2 separate regions of the Sus scrofa genome follow, and region 1 is linked to region 2. A link is a contact called in public HiChIP or PLAC-seq data. All regions are on one chromosome and are shown on one strand. The core of a region is the stretch at or near the end of the contact, and the rest is flanking DNA. Distances in the headings are between cores, read along the strand shown. Region 1 has its middle 27 kb from the start of FBXO47. Region 2 holds the start of PLXDC1 (plexin domain-containing protein 1).

Region 1 (7,455 bases), core at 4,750-7,249, 79 kb before region 2:
GGATCGAACCCACAACATTATGGTTCCTAGTTGGATTTATTTCCACGGCACCACGATGGGACCTCCCGAGCATCCTTCTCTTTTAGGGATACAGGCTGCACTATTTACTAAATAAAATGACATGATGTAAGTTTGCTTCCAAAATAACCCGATAAAGGAGAACCAGGGGGCATAGACCGCCATAAAGTCAGCCCTGTGTTGGCTGTCCTGTGACAGCCCTGTGATGGTCATTATAACTTGGCGAGAGATAGGACTTCCCGTGTGGCTCACAACATAACTTGGCGAGAGGTATGTGGCAGCTCATGGTACTAGTTGCGGTGGTTTTCTGTGTGTTAGACATTTTCCACAATAAACATTTTGTTTTGCTCTTTTAAAGCACAGATTTTAGGAGTTCCCATTGTGGTTCAACAGGTTAAGAACCTGACCATTATCCATGAGGATGTGACTTGGATCCCTGGCCCTGATCAGCGGGTTGAGGATCTGCTTGCTGCATTGTAGGTCTAGGTCTCAAATGTGATTTGGATCTGGTGTTTCTGTGGCTGTGATGCAGGCCAGCAGTTGTAGCTCGGACTCGTCTCCTAGCCTGGGAACTTCCATATGCCACATGCGTGGCCCTAAAAAGACAAACAAAACAAAAAACAAACAAAAAAGAAAGCACAGATTTTAGAGCAGGACAGATCTGGGTTCAAATGCCTTCATGCTATTTATTGGTGATCTTGTGGTTTAACTTTTTTTTTTTTTTTTTAAGGCTGCACCTGCAGCATATGGAAGTTCCCACCACAGCCACAGCAATGCCGGACCCGAGCTGCATCTGTGACCTACACTGCAGCTCATGGCAACATGGGATCTTAACCCACTGAGGGAAATGTACCCACATCCTCGTGGATACTAGTAGGATTCTTAAACCTCTGAGCCACAGCACAATGGAAACTCCCATTAAACTCTTCTGAGCCCAGTTTCTCCATTCCTAAAATGTTAATGGGAATCATTCCTAGCTCACAAATTTGCTGCAAGTATATAAAGTCTGGCACACAGTTAGTAGCCAATAATGCTTCTAGGAATGTACCTGAGCTTAAGTATGCTGGTCATACCAAATCTTAGGAATAACCTATAATTGTGGTTGTCGGCAGGCAGCTGGCCTGTGGTCTTGCCTGCAGAGCCTGGTACAGCTTTAGCAGGTGAAATGGAACTGGGAGTCAATTTACAGGCTTCAGATCCTTTTTTTTTTTTTTTTTTTTGTCTTTTTGCCTTTTTCTAGGGCTGCACCCGCGGCATATGGAGGTTCCCAGGCTAGGGGTCCAATCGGAGCTGTAGCCACCGGCCTACACCACAGCCACAGCAACTCGGGATCCGAGCCGCGTCTGCAACCTACATACACCACAGCTCACAGCAACGCCGGATCCTTAACCCACTGAGCGAGGCCAGGGATCAAACCCGCAACCTCATGGTTCGTAGTCGGATTCGTTAACCACTGAGCCACAACGGGAACTCCAGTATTTTATTATTTTTTTGATAAAGTGTCAGTGAGAAGAGGGAGGAGGCAGTGGCAGAGTTTGGTTGTACCCCTTCTCTTGACTGTCAGTGTTCCTGGGTTCACAGCTCTACGAGGCCAGGAAAATAGACCCTGAAATACAATGTCACGTGTGTGGGAGGGTCACATTTGCAGATTCCCTCCTCTTGTTTTCTGTCCTGCCCTTTTTTCCACTGGCAGCCAGCATTTCACAGGCTGTTCTGGGACTTGGGGTTCTGTCTATCTGGGCACATTTTCAGGCTCTGGCTGGCAAGGCAGCCCCATCAATTTTTGCAGAGGAGCCTGTGCTGGAAGAAGAAAAGTGAGATCACAAGGAATTCATTAGCACCCCGGATTCTTCTTTCCTCTCTATGTCTCTTCCCCCCTCCCACCCCAGTCATTTCTTTTTTGCCTTTAGAGTAGCTGAGGGAATCTGTCAAAGCCGGGCCAGGAGCTTGCCTTTTTTAAAGACCCAGCGTTCAGCCCTCAGCCGATGAGAACCTGTCAGCGCAGCAGGCAGGTGATTATCCTTTTCTGCAGAGGGAGGCTTTACCATGAATGGAAATGCAGGCGTTCACTGCAGCTGTGGCCCCGAAGCCACATCACGGAGGCGGTGCCCACCAACCAGGCAAGGTCTGCTTGGGTGAGTCTGCAGGAAGTGGGGGGGGGGCTGGAGGTGGGAGGAGGGGGTAAGTGAATTAGGGCTCCCTTCCCCCAAGAAGCAGTGAGGAACCTGCTGGACCCAGACCTGAGGCCTCTCCTTAGAGACCCATGCAAACCAGTCCATCCTTTCGGGCTAGCTCAAGGGGGGGCCCCCTCCGCTATGAGGATCCTGAACTCGAGGACAGAATTTAAGATAAACAGAGTCCTCCTTATTTATTTATTTTAATTTTATTTATTTATTTTTGTCTTTTTAGGGCCGTGCCCGCGGCACATGGAGGTTCCCAGGCTAGGGGTCTAATCAGAGCTGTTGCTGCCGGCCTTCGCCAGAGACACAGCAATGCCAGATCTGAGCTGCATCTGCGACCTACACCACAGCTCACGGCAGTGCCGGATTCTTAACCCACTGAGCGAGGCCAGGGATTGAACCCGCAACATCATGGTTCCTAGTCGGATTTGTTAACCACTGCGCCACAACGGGAACTCTGATTCCTCCTTATTTAATGGAGGAAAATCCTAATAACCTTGTAGCCAGCAATGGGGCATGCTGCCGAGGAAGGTAATGAGCTCCCCATTGCCATAGGTATTCAAGCAGGTGCTAGCTGGCCGTTTTCCAGGAATAGCGCAGAGAGAATTCCTGTCACGGGAAGCTTAGCTCCTACACCCTCCAAAGCTTTTTTACCTTTCTCATGGGATAAGAGATGAACTTGGGGTCATCACAGGCCCAGGGTTCAGTCCTGGCCCTGCAGTTAGTTGGACGGCCACAGGCAAGTCACTTAATGTCTTTATTTAAAATAAATGAGGACATTTATAATACCTCAGTGGTAAGGAACCCAGCTAAAATCCATGAGGATGTGGATTCAGTCACTGGCCTTGCTCAGTGGGTTAAAGATCTGGCATTGCCACAAGCTGAAATGGAGGTCATTGCTGTGGCTGTGGCGTAGGCAGGCAGCTACAGCTCCCATTCAACCCCTCGCCTGGGAACTTCCATATGCCATGTGGGTGGCCCTAAAAAAAAAAGAAAGAAAGAAAGAAAGAAAAAAGACAAAAAATAAATACATAAAATAAATGTTATAGGCATGTTTTATTTTTCTGATAATGGATCCATTATTGTTCAAAAACAACTAGTGGACATTTTTCCATCATAATACATTTAGTTTTAACTTTTCCTTTTTAAAAGCTGTGTATTGGAGTTCCTGTCATGGCTCAGCAGAAACAAATCTGACTAGTATCCATGAGGATTGCAGGTTTGATCCTTGGACTCGCTCAGTGGGTTAAGGATCGGGCCTTGTCATGAGCTGCAGTGTAGGTTGCAGATGCGGCTCCGATCCTGCATTGCTGTGGCTATGGCGTAGGCCAGCAGCTGCAACTCTGATTCTACCCCTAGCCTGGGAACCACCATATGCCGCTGGTGTGGCCCTAAAAAGACAAAAAGAAAAAAGAAAATGCTATGTACTTTTTTAGGGCCACATCCATGGCATATGGAACTCCAATAGCTATATATACTTAACTCCTTTAAGCTTCAGCTTCCTCATTTGTAAAACAGAATGACAATGAAATTGTGGAGATGATGTAAAGATTAAATAAGGGAAGGCACACAAGACATGGAAACCACCAAAATGTCCATCAACAGAGGATTAGATAAAGAAGATGTGGTAGGAAGTTCCTGTGTGGAGCAGGGGGCTAAGGATCTGGCATTGCTGCAGCTGTGGCACAGGTTGCAACTGTGGCACAGGTTCAGTCCCTGGCCCAGGAATTTCCACATGCTGTGGGTGCAACCAAAAAGAAAAAAAAAAAAAAAAAAGAAGATGGGGTACATATATACAATGGAATATTATTCAACCATAAAAAATAAAATAGGGGAGTTCCTGTTGTGGTGCAGTGGTTAATGAATCCGACTAGGAACCATGAGATTGCAGGTTCGATCCCTGGCCTTGCTCAGTGGGTTGGGGATCCGGCATTGCAGTGAGCTGTGGTGTAGGTTGCAGATGCGGCTCGGATCCCAAGGTGCTATGGCTCTGGTGTAGGCTGGCGGCTACATCTCCAATTCAACCTCTAGCCTGAGAACCTCCACATGCCGTGGGAGCGGCCCTAGAAAAGGCAAAAAGACAAAAAAATAAAAAATAAAAAAAATATAGGGAGTTCCCATTGTGGTGAAGTGGAAATGAATCTGACTAGCATCCATGAAGATGCAGTTTCCATCCCTGGCCTTGATCAGTGGGTTAAGGATCCCACATTGCTGTGGCCGTGGTGTAGGCTGGCACCTGTAAGTCTGATTCGACCCCTGGCCTGGGAACTTCCATATGCTGCAGGCATAGCCCTAAAAAGCAAATAATAATAATAACAATGCCATGTGCAGCAACGTGGATGGACCTAGAGATTATCATGGTAAGTGAAGTAAGTCAGAAAGCGAAAGACAAATACCATTACGATATCACGCATGTGTGGAATCTAATAAAATTGATACGAAAGAACTTATTCCCAAAACAAACAGACTCAAAGATTTTGAAATGAAATTTGTGGTTACCAAAGGGGAAATGTGGGTGGGAGGGATGGATTGGGAGGCTGGGACTGACACACACACTGCTATATACAAAATAGATCAGTAATAAGGACTTACTAGATAGCTCAGGGAAATCGCTTCAGTACTCTGTGAAAGCCTATATGGGGAAAGAATCTGAAAAAGAATGGAGGTATATGTATATTGTGGCTGATTCACTACGCTGCACTCACACAATATTGTAAGTCACCTATCCTCCAATAAAATGCATTTTAAAAAATAAGGCATATAAAGTGCTAAGCATCTAGTTAGGCATGTTCTGCAGCATGCAGAAGTTCCCCAGCTGGGGATCAAACCCACGCGACAGCAGTGACAATGCCAGATCCTTAGCCCACTGAACTTCCACTTTCCTTTCTCATCAGTATGAGATGCAGGTTTCCACCCTGCCAATCTCAAAGGAGAGCTATGATGCTCAGACGAGATACCATATTGAGAAAGGGTGGTTTTTTTTGGTTTGTTTTTGTTTTGTTTTGTTTTGTTTGCCTTTTTAGGGCCGCACCTGAGATAGTTCCCAGGCTAGGGGTTGAATCGGAGCTGTAGTTGCTGACTTATGCCACAGCCCCAGCAACACAGGATCTGAGCCGAGTCTGCGACCTGCACCACAGCTCATGGCACTGCTGGATCCTTTACCCAATGAATGAGGCCAGGGATCAAACCCGTGTCCTTGTGGATTCTCTTCGGGTTCATTACAGCTGTGGCGGGAACTCCTGAGAAAGTATTTTGAAATCCAAGACCCATCAATATAACATATGGTTATACTCGTACTGGGCTGGGTATCTTGCTTGGGGAGGGGGGCGGTGGCCTGGGAGTTGGGGAAGGGACAGCAGCAGGCCGTCCCAATAGCCCCAGTGGCAGGAGACCTGAACAGTGGAAATGTTTTGAAAGGTGAAAAGCCCTGAAGGGGCAACCTTTTATCAGGAGTGAGGGTGGAGGCGGGAGAGGGAGCCCTGCGTTTGCCAAACGGGTGAGGACCTTTGTTTTATTAGAGGTGGGGCAAGGCGAGCGCTGGGAGAGAGCTGTACGCATGCAGGTTCTTGTAATTGCCGGTTGTCACAACAACAGAGTCGCCTGAAAAGAAGCAACTCAGGTGGAAACAACAGAAACCACCGCGGTGGACGTTTCTTTATTCGTCAGCTTCCAGGGGAAGGACTGGGGGAAACCCGAGAGAAGGCGAAGGCTCGTGGGAGCTTTTCTGCTTCTCGGAGACCTCAGAGGCCCAATGACTTCCTCCAAGGGACTGTAAATCGTCATAAACAAAGGAAAGGGGAAATTCCTCTGGAGCCTTTCCATGCTTGATTCTGATCCACGTGGGGGGTCAGGAACCCGTCCTTGCCTCCCACCCAGCTGGGATGTTTCTACTGCAGAAAGTGCTTTTACCCAGAAATGGAGAATCTGGCTTACGAAGATGGGCTGGCCAGGAAGGAGTTTGTTCCAGAAATGCCCCTGGCCCTTGCTCTGCGTTTCCTCATCGCGTGTCCTTTAGGCAGCGAGATGAGTCATATTTGGGTGCCCAGAACTAAAAGTTAATTTGCCCTTTTTTCCCAAATAACCAGAAACTGGCAGACCCAGCCCTGGGGACCTGTGTGAGTGGGACATGCTTCCGAGTCCAATGACCCATTGTCCTGCTTCTAGGGCTGCCAGGGACTTTGACCACCTCCCGTCTCCCCTAAGGAAGGAGAGGAAGCAAGAGAAGGGGGAGAGAGGAGTCTTTTTTGTTTGTTTGTTTGGTTTTTTTTTTTTTTTTTGCTTTTTTAGGCATATGGAGGTTCCCAGGCTAGGAGCTGAATCAGAGCTACAGCTGCAGGCCTGCACCACAGCCACAACAACGCAGGATCTGAGCTGCGTCTGTGACCTACACCACAGCTCATGGCAACGCTGGATCCTTAACCCCCTAAGCGAGGCCAGAGATAGAACCCGCATCCTCTTGGACCACTGAGCCACACTGGGAACTCCCAGGAGGATTCTAAATTTGGGTTTTTGGCTTGTTCTGTGGGCCTGGTGATTAAAGTCTCCCTGATTAGAGGCTCCCTCTTCAGCCAGGCGTGAGAGTTCATCCCAGCCTCCCTCAAGCCTCAGGAGAGCCACATTTGGCCTCTTCTTGTCCTCATGTGACTTTGAAAAAGGCTTAAAGCCTTTTCACCTTTTTTCCTCCCATCAGAATATCCCTGAGAGGGATTCTCAGGTGAGGAAAAGAGTTTCTGGTTAAGAGGCACGCCTCTTGTTCTACATTTATCTTTTCTACAAATATGCAAAGTACCTTTTCTAAACTCACTGTAGGTGCTTTATTAGCTTAATCTGTTTTTCAAAAGAAATTGCCACAATTCATCTAATTTAGGTTTAAAAAGAAATAGAATAGTAAGCCCAGTGCCTCATCTGGTCTGTTTAAAAACGGTTATAATTTACTGTGGTTATCCTTTTTTTAAAAATTACTTAATGAATTTTATTATATTTATAGGTATCAACAATCATCACAACCAAATTTTACAGCATTTCCATCCCAAACGTTTTGTGGTGATCCTTGATAAAAATGAGGAGGATTGAAAAAAATTGTTTCAAGAATACACTTTTGTGGATAAAAAAACTTAAATGAGGAGTTCCCGTTGTGGCGCAGTGAAAAAAAAATCTGACTGGTATCCATGAGGATGCGGGTTCCATCCCTGGCCTTACTCAGTGGGTTAAGGATCCAGTGTTGCTGTGAGCAGTGGTGTAGATTGCAGAAGCAGCT
Region 2 (7,669 bases), core at 1,552-4,051:
CGTTGCTGTGGCTGTGGTGTAGGCCAGCAGCTACAGCTCCAATTTGACCCCTAGCCTGGGAACCTCCATATGCCGAGGGAATGGGGCCCTAAAAGACCAAAAAAAAAAAAAGCGAATTCATCAAGAGTAAGGGGGATCTCAGCTCCCTCTTGAGCCCCCTCCCCCACCCCCACAGGGCAAAGGACTCAGAGCCTTGGGGCTGGATGGCAGCCTCCTGCCATCAGCTCCCAACTGCCCTTTCACCAGTCACCAGGGCTCCACCACCCATCAGAGCCAGGCTGTCCCTTCTTAGCAGCTGCACCCCACCCCCAGAATGTCCCACCCCCACTTCTGTTCTCCTCGGAGGACACCCTCTTACCTCCACACAGGGGTCCCCCTCAAATCCAGCCTGTCCTTGTGAAAAAAAAAAAAGCACTGTACAGAGGGGCTCCCATTGTGGCTCAGTGGTAACGAACCCAACTCCTATCCATGAGGACATAGGTTCGATCCCCAGCCTCGCTCAGTGGGTTAAAGATCCCATGTTGCCGTGAACTGTGATGTAGGTCACAGACGTGGCTTGGACCCAGTGTTGCTGTGGCTGTGGCTGTGGTGTAGGTTGGCAGCAGTAGCTCAGATTTGACTCCTGGCCTGGGAACTTGCATATGCTGTGGATTCAGCCCTAAAATGCAAAAAAAAAAAAAAAAAAAAAAAAAAAAGCACTGCACAGAGAGTCAAAGCTGCCCCCTCTGGCTTCCTAGAGCTTCCTTAGGTCTAAGCAACCTCTGCTGCTACAGAGAAAGTCCAATTCTCCTGGCTGAATCTCTGTCCAAACCGAGACAACAGGCTGTCCTCTGCTAAGAGATGGGATTCAAGTGTCTGCCTGCGCCCTCGTTTTGGCCTCCCCAGGTATCTGCTATTTCCAACCCAGCTCTGAACAGGCAGCCCTCAGCCAGGCCTGCATACCTTGTTCCCTTGCTCTCAGCATATCTCCGTTCCCCCACAAGACCCTCTTCCCCGACTCTCTCCATGGTTCTCCCCACTCAGTCAGAGTCAAAGCCCTCTCTCATCAACCCGATCACGTTCTGAGTTCAGAAGATTCCCACCAGGTTGGGGCTGCAAAGAACCTCAAAAATTGACCTACCCCACCCATTCCTTTCTATATCGATTTTAATTTTTTTTCAGTTACTCCAAACACATCGTAACAGTTCTGAAAAGGAAAGCCAATCATAAAAAGGAGAAAGGATCTCTCATAATCCCACCACCCAGAGGCAAAGATTTTGCCCACAGTCTCACTTTGTAAGAGAGGAAATAGGCCCAGAGAAGGAAAGTAACTGGCTCAAGGTCGCACAGCAAGTGAGATGCTGGGACTAGAAGCCAAGTCTCTGGCCACTCTCTGTGTGGTCTCTGAAAACTGGTGGCTCTGCACCAGCAGCCTCATCAGCTTCCACTGCCCTCTACCCACACCCTCCCTCTCAACAGGGACCCAGGCGTGTCTCAACTACCTTCAGGGATTTTTAAAGTTAAGCACTCTGTCACTGACACTGTGTCTGATGCCAGCACACCCGAGACACAATAGCCCAACCCCAGCAACCCCCTTGCCAAGCCCTTCACCTCCTGCATCCCATTCCAGGAATATCTATGCCAAGGGGCTCCCCAATAACCCACCTCCCCAGCCCCAAAGAAGGTCTGGGTGCATGAGGAGAAAAGAAGAGAATGTAAAATTATTTGTTAAAAAAACAGTTCTCCTTTTATAACTGGAGAGATTCAAGGCAGAGCTCAGAAAGGACTTCCAAGTGGGAGCGATGATTGCAGTGAACTGCGGTGGAGAAGAGGGAGTGTGCAAGATAGGATTGCTCACCCTCAACCCCAGGTTAGAGCCAGGGTAGCTAAAGGCCAAGAGCCACCAGGGCAGAGCAAAGCAGGAGTGACAGGAGGACCCTGGAGGCCAGGGGATGGGAAAGAAGCAACTTGCTTCTTTCTGGGCCCAGGGCTGCTCTCCAAGTACCAGAGAGAGGAAGGCATTAGGCTCCTGCTGCCCTTGTTGGAGGAGAGATGCTGGGTCTCCTCCATCCCTCTGGCTGCTCCCACCCAGCCCCCAGCCTGGGTCAGCCGGCGAGTGGGGGCAGGGAAGAGGAAAAGGAGGCAAAACTGGGGCAGGAGGCACCCCCAGACTCCATAACTCATCAGAATTCAGCCTCACCCGGTGTGACCGGGGGTCCCTAGGACTCTCCCGCTGTCCCCTTTGGAGCCAGAGCCCACTCACTGCCTTATGGCTCCCCCGCTCCTGGGGTCCCTCCAGGAGGGAAGGAGAGATCGGGGCATCAGTGTCTGGCGCCTCCACCCTCACTCATACATACACCCCGTGTGTTTAGGAAAGTGGGGTCCCTGTCCACCTGCCACAGTCCACAGGGCTCTTCGCCTCCCGCAGACACTATCCCCCGCGTCCCGGACATCGCCAGCCTGCCCGGTCTTGCCCATGCCCCCGCCTGCCTGCCTGCCAGCGCCCCCGACCCCCTGGCCCACCCGGGCCAACTCCGGCCAGTCCTACCTGCTCCAGGCGGGGGGCTCAGCGCCCGGGCAGCCTCCCTGAACACCAGCACGAGGAGCCAGAGCTCGGCCCGCATGGTGGGGGCCAGGACCCGCCCCCGGCCCGCAGCTGCCCCCGGCCCGGGCTAGGGAGCGCGGTCCCCGGGGCTGGCAGGCGGAGGGGTGGGTGGCGGAGCGGCGGCGGATCGCGGGGCCCGCGAGCAGCGAGAGCCGCCGAGCGCCAGCCAGCGGGCGGAGAGCGGGCGCAGCAGCCTCGCGGGGCCGGGACCCGGGAGGGGGCGGGGCGGGGGCGGGGCGCCTCCGGAGCTCGCCCGGTCGCCCCGGGTCCTCCCAGCTCTGCCCAGCGCGCCCCGAGAGCTCCTGCCGCTGCACCCGAGGCGGGGGTGGGGAGGTGCGGAGGGAGGAGGAGGGGGACCGGGCGGGAGCCCCCTGGGCTGGGAGAACCCCCCGCAAAGAGCATCGGTCGCCCCCACACTGCACCTTAGCTCCTGCCTCCCTTCCCCTCCTCCACTCCTCGGGGAGCGGGCGGCAAAGCAAAGGTTGGAGGGGGCCAAATCCGAGGAAGGAACCCGCGCGCCCCTTCCTCGGACCACGGGCTGCTATCATCCACCCCCGACCCAGCTCTACCAGATTTCCCGACTTTCTGGGCTGTTCCTCGGAGATACCCATCCCCGCCCCAGGAATCTCCCCTTGCTGCAGAGGCCTGGAGTCCACGCCCTCCCATGGCTCCTCTCCACTTTATCCGCCACCCCCACCCCCCATCTCCCACTGCCAGCAACCTCTGGTCCCCCAGGCCAGCAGACACGGGGATGGACGGGGCCTGGCTCATCCCTACTTTGAAATAACCTGGACTTCTCCCCACACCCAGAAGGGGACCGAAGCCACCCTCCTCTCAGGGACCCCAGGCCTCCTTACGGCCCAACACAGTCACTCTCCAAAGCCTGCCCCAGAGCAAGGAAACGTCTCACTCCAACTGCCACCACTTATAACAGGCTCTAGGGATAGATCACTTTTTTTTTTTTTTTTCCCTTCCAGAGCAGAATAAAAATACCCACAACTTAGGAGATTTAATAGACAGCAGGGAATCAGGTCAGGACACGGAGGTACCTGTTCGCTCCCCGACCTACTTCGGGCGATGGCATGGAACTCAGGCGCTGGATGGTGAGAGAGTGAGCGGTGAGGGGGGCACCCTGACATATATGAGGCTGGGGCCCAGGGACTGGACAACGCAGAGGTGAGCGCCATTGAGGGAATTCCCCCAGGAAAAGGGTGTGCCCGGGGTCTGGAGGAGGAACAGCGTGGGCTGGAAGAGGCGGGTTGCCTGGCATTGAGACAAAGAGGGGACCAGAGAAGGAAACGAGAACTAGACTCCCTAAAAGTTCAGAATGCCAGTTCCTCCTTCCTCAGGACCCAGGGTCCCAGAAGCGACCTCCTCCAGCCCTAAGCCCTTATGCATTCACAATGGGACAACACGAGGTCTGTCTGTAAGTTCTTCTTGTTGTCTAATTTAAATTGAGATTTTGCAGACACAGGTTCAAAAAGGCTGCTGCCCCCAGCTGTGGCTTCTTGCTGCCCTCTAGTGGCCGCGTGACGAGCCGCAACGCGCGTGTTTTGCGGTTTTCCTCACTTTTCCAGCCCTGCCCCGACCCTGCCCACGAGGTCCGATGCCAGGCAGGCAGTTTTACAGATCTTCGCTCCTACTCCTAGGGGTCAAGGTGAGAGGTCCCAGGATGGAATTCCGGCTCCGGCACTGATCTCTTCGTACCGGGTGCCCCGCGGTCTGTTTTAAAAGGTCTCTTATGAGGACTCAGTCTGAAACAGCAGCTTGCAAATAATTAGGAGAAAATGACGCATCAAATGTTTAAAAGTGTAAACTTCCAGAACTTGAGTGTACATCAGAATCACCTGGAGGGCTTATTAAAACACAGGTTTCTAGGCGCCACCCCCACGCTCAATAGTTGAGCTGAGGCCGAGAATCCGCGTTTCTAACAGGTTCCCAGTTGGTGGTGCTGTTCCCAGTACCACATTTTGAGAGCCACTGCTCTAGAATTTCCATGTTTTGCACTCTCAATCCTCATCTGCCCCAAATAGAGGTGGCGAAGGAAATGCCAACGAAAACTGTGGAAGGAAAAGGAAAAGGAAAAGCTTCAACGAACATTATTGTTGGAGAATCGGGATTTGCTGGGCAGAAAAGTATCGCGCCAGGGGGCACCCGGATTTGAACCGGGGACCTCTTGATCTGCAGTCAAATGCTCTACCACTGAGCTATACCCCCTCTGCTGGCCAAAGCGCGCGGATAACTCCTTAGTGCTACTGCGACGTAGGCGCTGTGACGTGTTCAAGAACAAAACTGAAGATGGAAAAGATACAAATCTGGAGGTATTATTCATCTGGATGCAATTTGTTCTCTGAAGCTCTGAACTAAAGGATTCTAATGATGTAAGAAAAATGCAGTTTGGGGAAGTGGGAGGGTAAGTCTCTCGAGATTCTTCTCCTCAGGGGCGTTCCTATGGGCCCCGGTCCCCCTCCCCTGCCCTGCTAGACCCCCTTAGCGTTTCTCTCGGCGCCCATCTCTCCTTCCGACACGCTCACGCAGAACTCTCCAGCTCTTAGAAACTCGGCCTCCCTTCCTCCCAACAGCAGTCGAGGTTCCGAGGCAGGCCGATCTGCGAATGTTCCCGCCTCTGCGCTACCAAAGTGGGCCTTCGAACAATCCCTTGGGAGGCTGAGGGCGTGTTCTGGCAAGACCTGGGACTCCACCATCAACCGCCTGCAAAAGACAGCAACAGTGCGGGAGAACCCCTTCCCCTCTTCGCCTGTAAGGGAACTTCAGCAGCTGCACTGCAGGGCTAAGAAAACGGGAAAAGTCTCGATCGCCAAGGGGGCACCCGGATTTGAACCGGGGACCTCTTGATCTGCAGTCAAATGCTCTACCACTGAGCTATACCCCCTCCGCGCAACCTCGACGCGCTGAGGATAGGTTTCTGTGGTATAAGGAATGATGTTTCTTGTGTTTCCATTTGATGAAAACCTAATGGAAAGAATAAAGAATCTGATCAGGAATGTTTAGAATTCCTGAATTCTTCCTCCACAATCACGCCTCGTGGAAACCACAAGGTTAAGAAATCCTGAGCCCTGTATATCTGTGTTCAGACTCACAGAGATGTCCCCTACCTGATTTGAGAACGGAAGAGACCCATCGCAGGTTTTCTGGGGTCTTCTGGGGTAACACCGCTGCTCCCTGGAGATGGGTTTCCACGCTGTTTCCAGCTCTACCTAGACAGGACTCCTGGGCTCTTCCAACCCCTAAGCCCCCCGCCCCATGAGTTAGCATCAGTCACTCCTTCCCCTAGGCCCAGGCAGAGCCCAGAGCGCTGAGTCCTGTCAAGTCCCGAGTCACTCACCTGGCAGAGGGCTGTAGAGCCCAGAGCCAAGGAGCCAGTGCCCTAGCCAAGCAGACCCTAGAGGCAGCCTCCGTCCATTTCTAAAGTGGATCCCTCCTGCCTGAGAGCTTGGTGTGAAAACCAAAAGCCAGTTTGCTGCACAGGCAGAAGGAGCAAGCAGAAATAAGAGGTAAACAATTTTCAATGGCATTTATTCCACCTTCATAAAAATCCTAATACAGCAGCAATGGACAGAACATTGTAAATCAACTATAATTAAAAAAACCTTTTTAAACCCTAATACAGTGTGAAAACAAAATCTTTACAAAAAGAGAAGCGAAGCGGGCGCTGTAGGAATCTGGGACATGTAGGGGGAGCAGGCCTCAGACTGGAAGGACACTGGGAGGGAAGGGGTGGCTTAAAGCTTAAAAGCTGTGGTCAGAGGCAGCGACTCAGAGGGAAGGGAAGGGTGAGGAAGGAGTGGAACTCTCTCAGTGTGAGGGTCTGTCTCCCTGGGACGGCCTGTTCTCTACCCTCTCGCCCTCCCGCCTTTTGGCTCTGCCCTCTTTCCCCTGAGCCCACCCCTTCACCTTTCTGGAATCTCCTTTGCCCAAAGGGTAAGAGACCAAGATGGCTGAAGGAGCAGAAAGCTGGGATGGGGGTGAGGGGATGAGGAGGGGTAGGGTTCTAGGAAATAAACAACAGTTCAGGGGTCTCTTACCCTGCCCTCTATTCCTCCTCCATTACTCTTAGTTGAGGGCTAAGGGGCGGGAGCTCCACTTCTTAATCCCCCGACATCCAGCAGCCTCCCTGGGGTCTCCAAGGATACCTGCTTCCCTGGAGCAGCTTTTTCTGCTGTGCTGTCTGCAGCAATTCAGGGTGCTCAGTCTAGCTCCCCAGTGGGAGGTTGTGAATCATTGTATCTCCCTGTCCATAGCGGCCCCTGGTCTCCCCAGAGAATCACAGCAAAGCAATAAAGAGTCCCTTGGGTTTTGCACCCACATAGTCCATACAAAATCCTCGTTTCTGGTTGGCCTGAGGCTGGGACATCAGTTGGCAGTGGTCCAAGATTGTATCTACAGGAGCCCAGCCCACAGCCTGCGGGGCAGGGCGGGGGGGAACAGGGAGGGGAACAGGGCAAGGATCAGCATATCCCATGAGAATGATGACTTCCCAGCCCCCAGCCCCTTCCTGGAGCTGACTGAGGGGATGAGCAAGTTTAGATCCAAATTTATGTTCAGTTACATACAAACGGACCATGTACCTACTATGTATCAGGCACTGTGCTAGGACTTAACTGGTGGAAAAACAGACACGCCCTCTAGGGCTTACAGTCTAGCAGAGGAGACAGATTTTAAACAAATGATCAGGGAGTTCTCTTGGGGCTCAGTGGGTTAAGGATCTGGAGTTGTCACTGCTGTGGCTCTGGTTACAGTTGTGGCAGGGGTTCGATCCCTGGCCCAGGAAATTCCACATACCTTGGGTTGCAGCAGCAGGAAAAAAAAAAAAAAAAAAAAAAAGAACAAATGATCAAGTGCATAATTCTATAACTACACACTGTGATAAAGGTTAGGAAGATGTACAGAGGCCTCTGGCCGTCTGGCAGTCAGGGAGGGCTTCCTTGAGGAAGAGGCCTGGAGCCCCGCCATAGCAATATCTTTGGGCCAGACTCCAATGCCCCCTTTCCACCTGTTCCATCACTGGGTCAGCGCCAGGATGGATGGCTTCAAAGGCCTGGGAAGAGGTTCCATAAGCAAGTT

What was found. HiChIP or PLAC-seq counts read pairs in DNA pulled down with a chosen protein or histone mark.
Region 1: an H3K27ac HiChIP or PLAC-seq map of alveolar macrophages shows a contact between it and region 2. The contact joins the enhancer-like site here to the promoter of PLXDC1 in region 2. A contact is called at or near these places in 2 of 5 promoter capture datasets (fetal liver and liver), 21 of 47 Hi-C or Micro-C datasets (adipose tissue, brain, embryonic fibroblasts and 12 more) and 2 of 2 datasets of contacts at active chromatin or transcription factors (alveolar macrophages and skeletal muscle).

The regions. Positions count from the first base shown.
Region 1 is chr12:23,150,600-23,158,054 of Sscrofa11.1, reverse strand. No RefSeq gene overlaps it. Among named protein-coding and RNA genes, the nearest start is that of FBXO47, 27 kb to the left of the region's middle. Within about 2 kb of position 5,999, at least 16 of the 83 cell types and tissues checked have an H3K27ac peak or open chromatin away from gene starts, as enhancers often do. A contact at or near this core is called in alveolar macrophages, where this site is marked.
Region 2 is chr12:23,068,424-23,076,092 of Sscrofa11.1, reverse strand. PLXDC1 (plexin domain-containing protein 1) reads right to left here and starts at 2,801. Exons shown (of 14, transcript XM_021067058.1): 1 at 2,528-2,801. The coding sequence starts at 2,603. It overlaps TRNAC-GCA (a tRNA gene), which reads right to left and starts at 5,477; the gene lies at 5,406-5,477. TRNAC-GCA (a tRNA gene) reads right to left here and starts at 4,801; the gene lies at 4,730-4,801.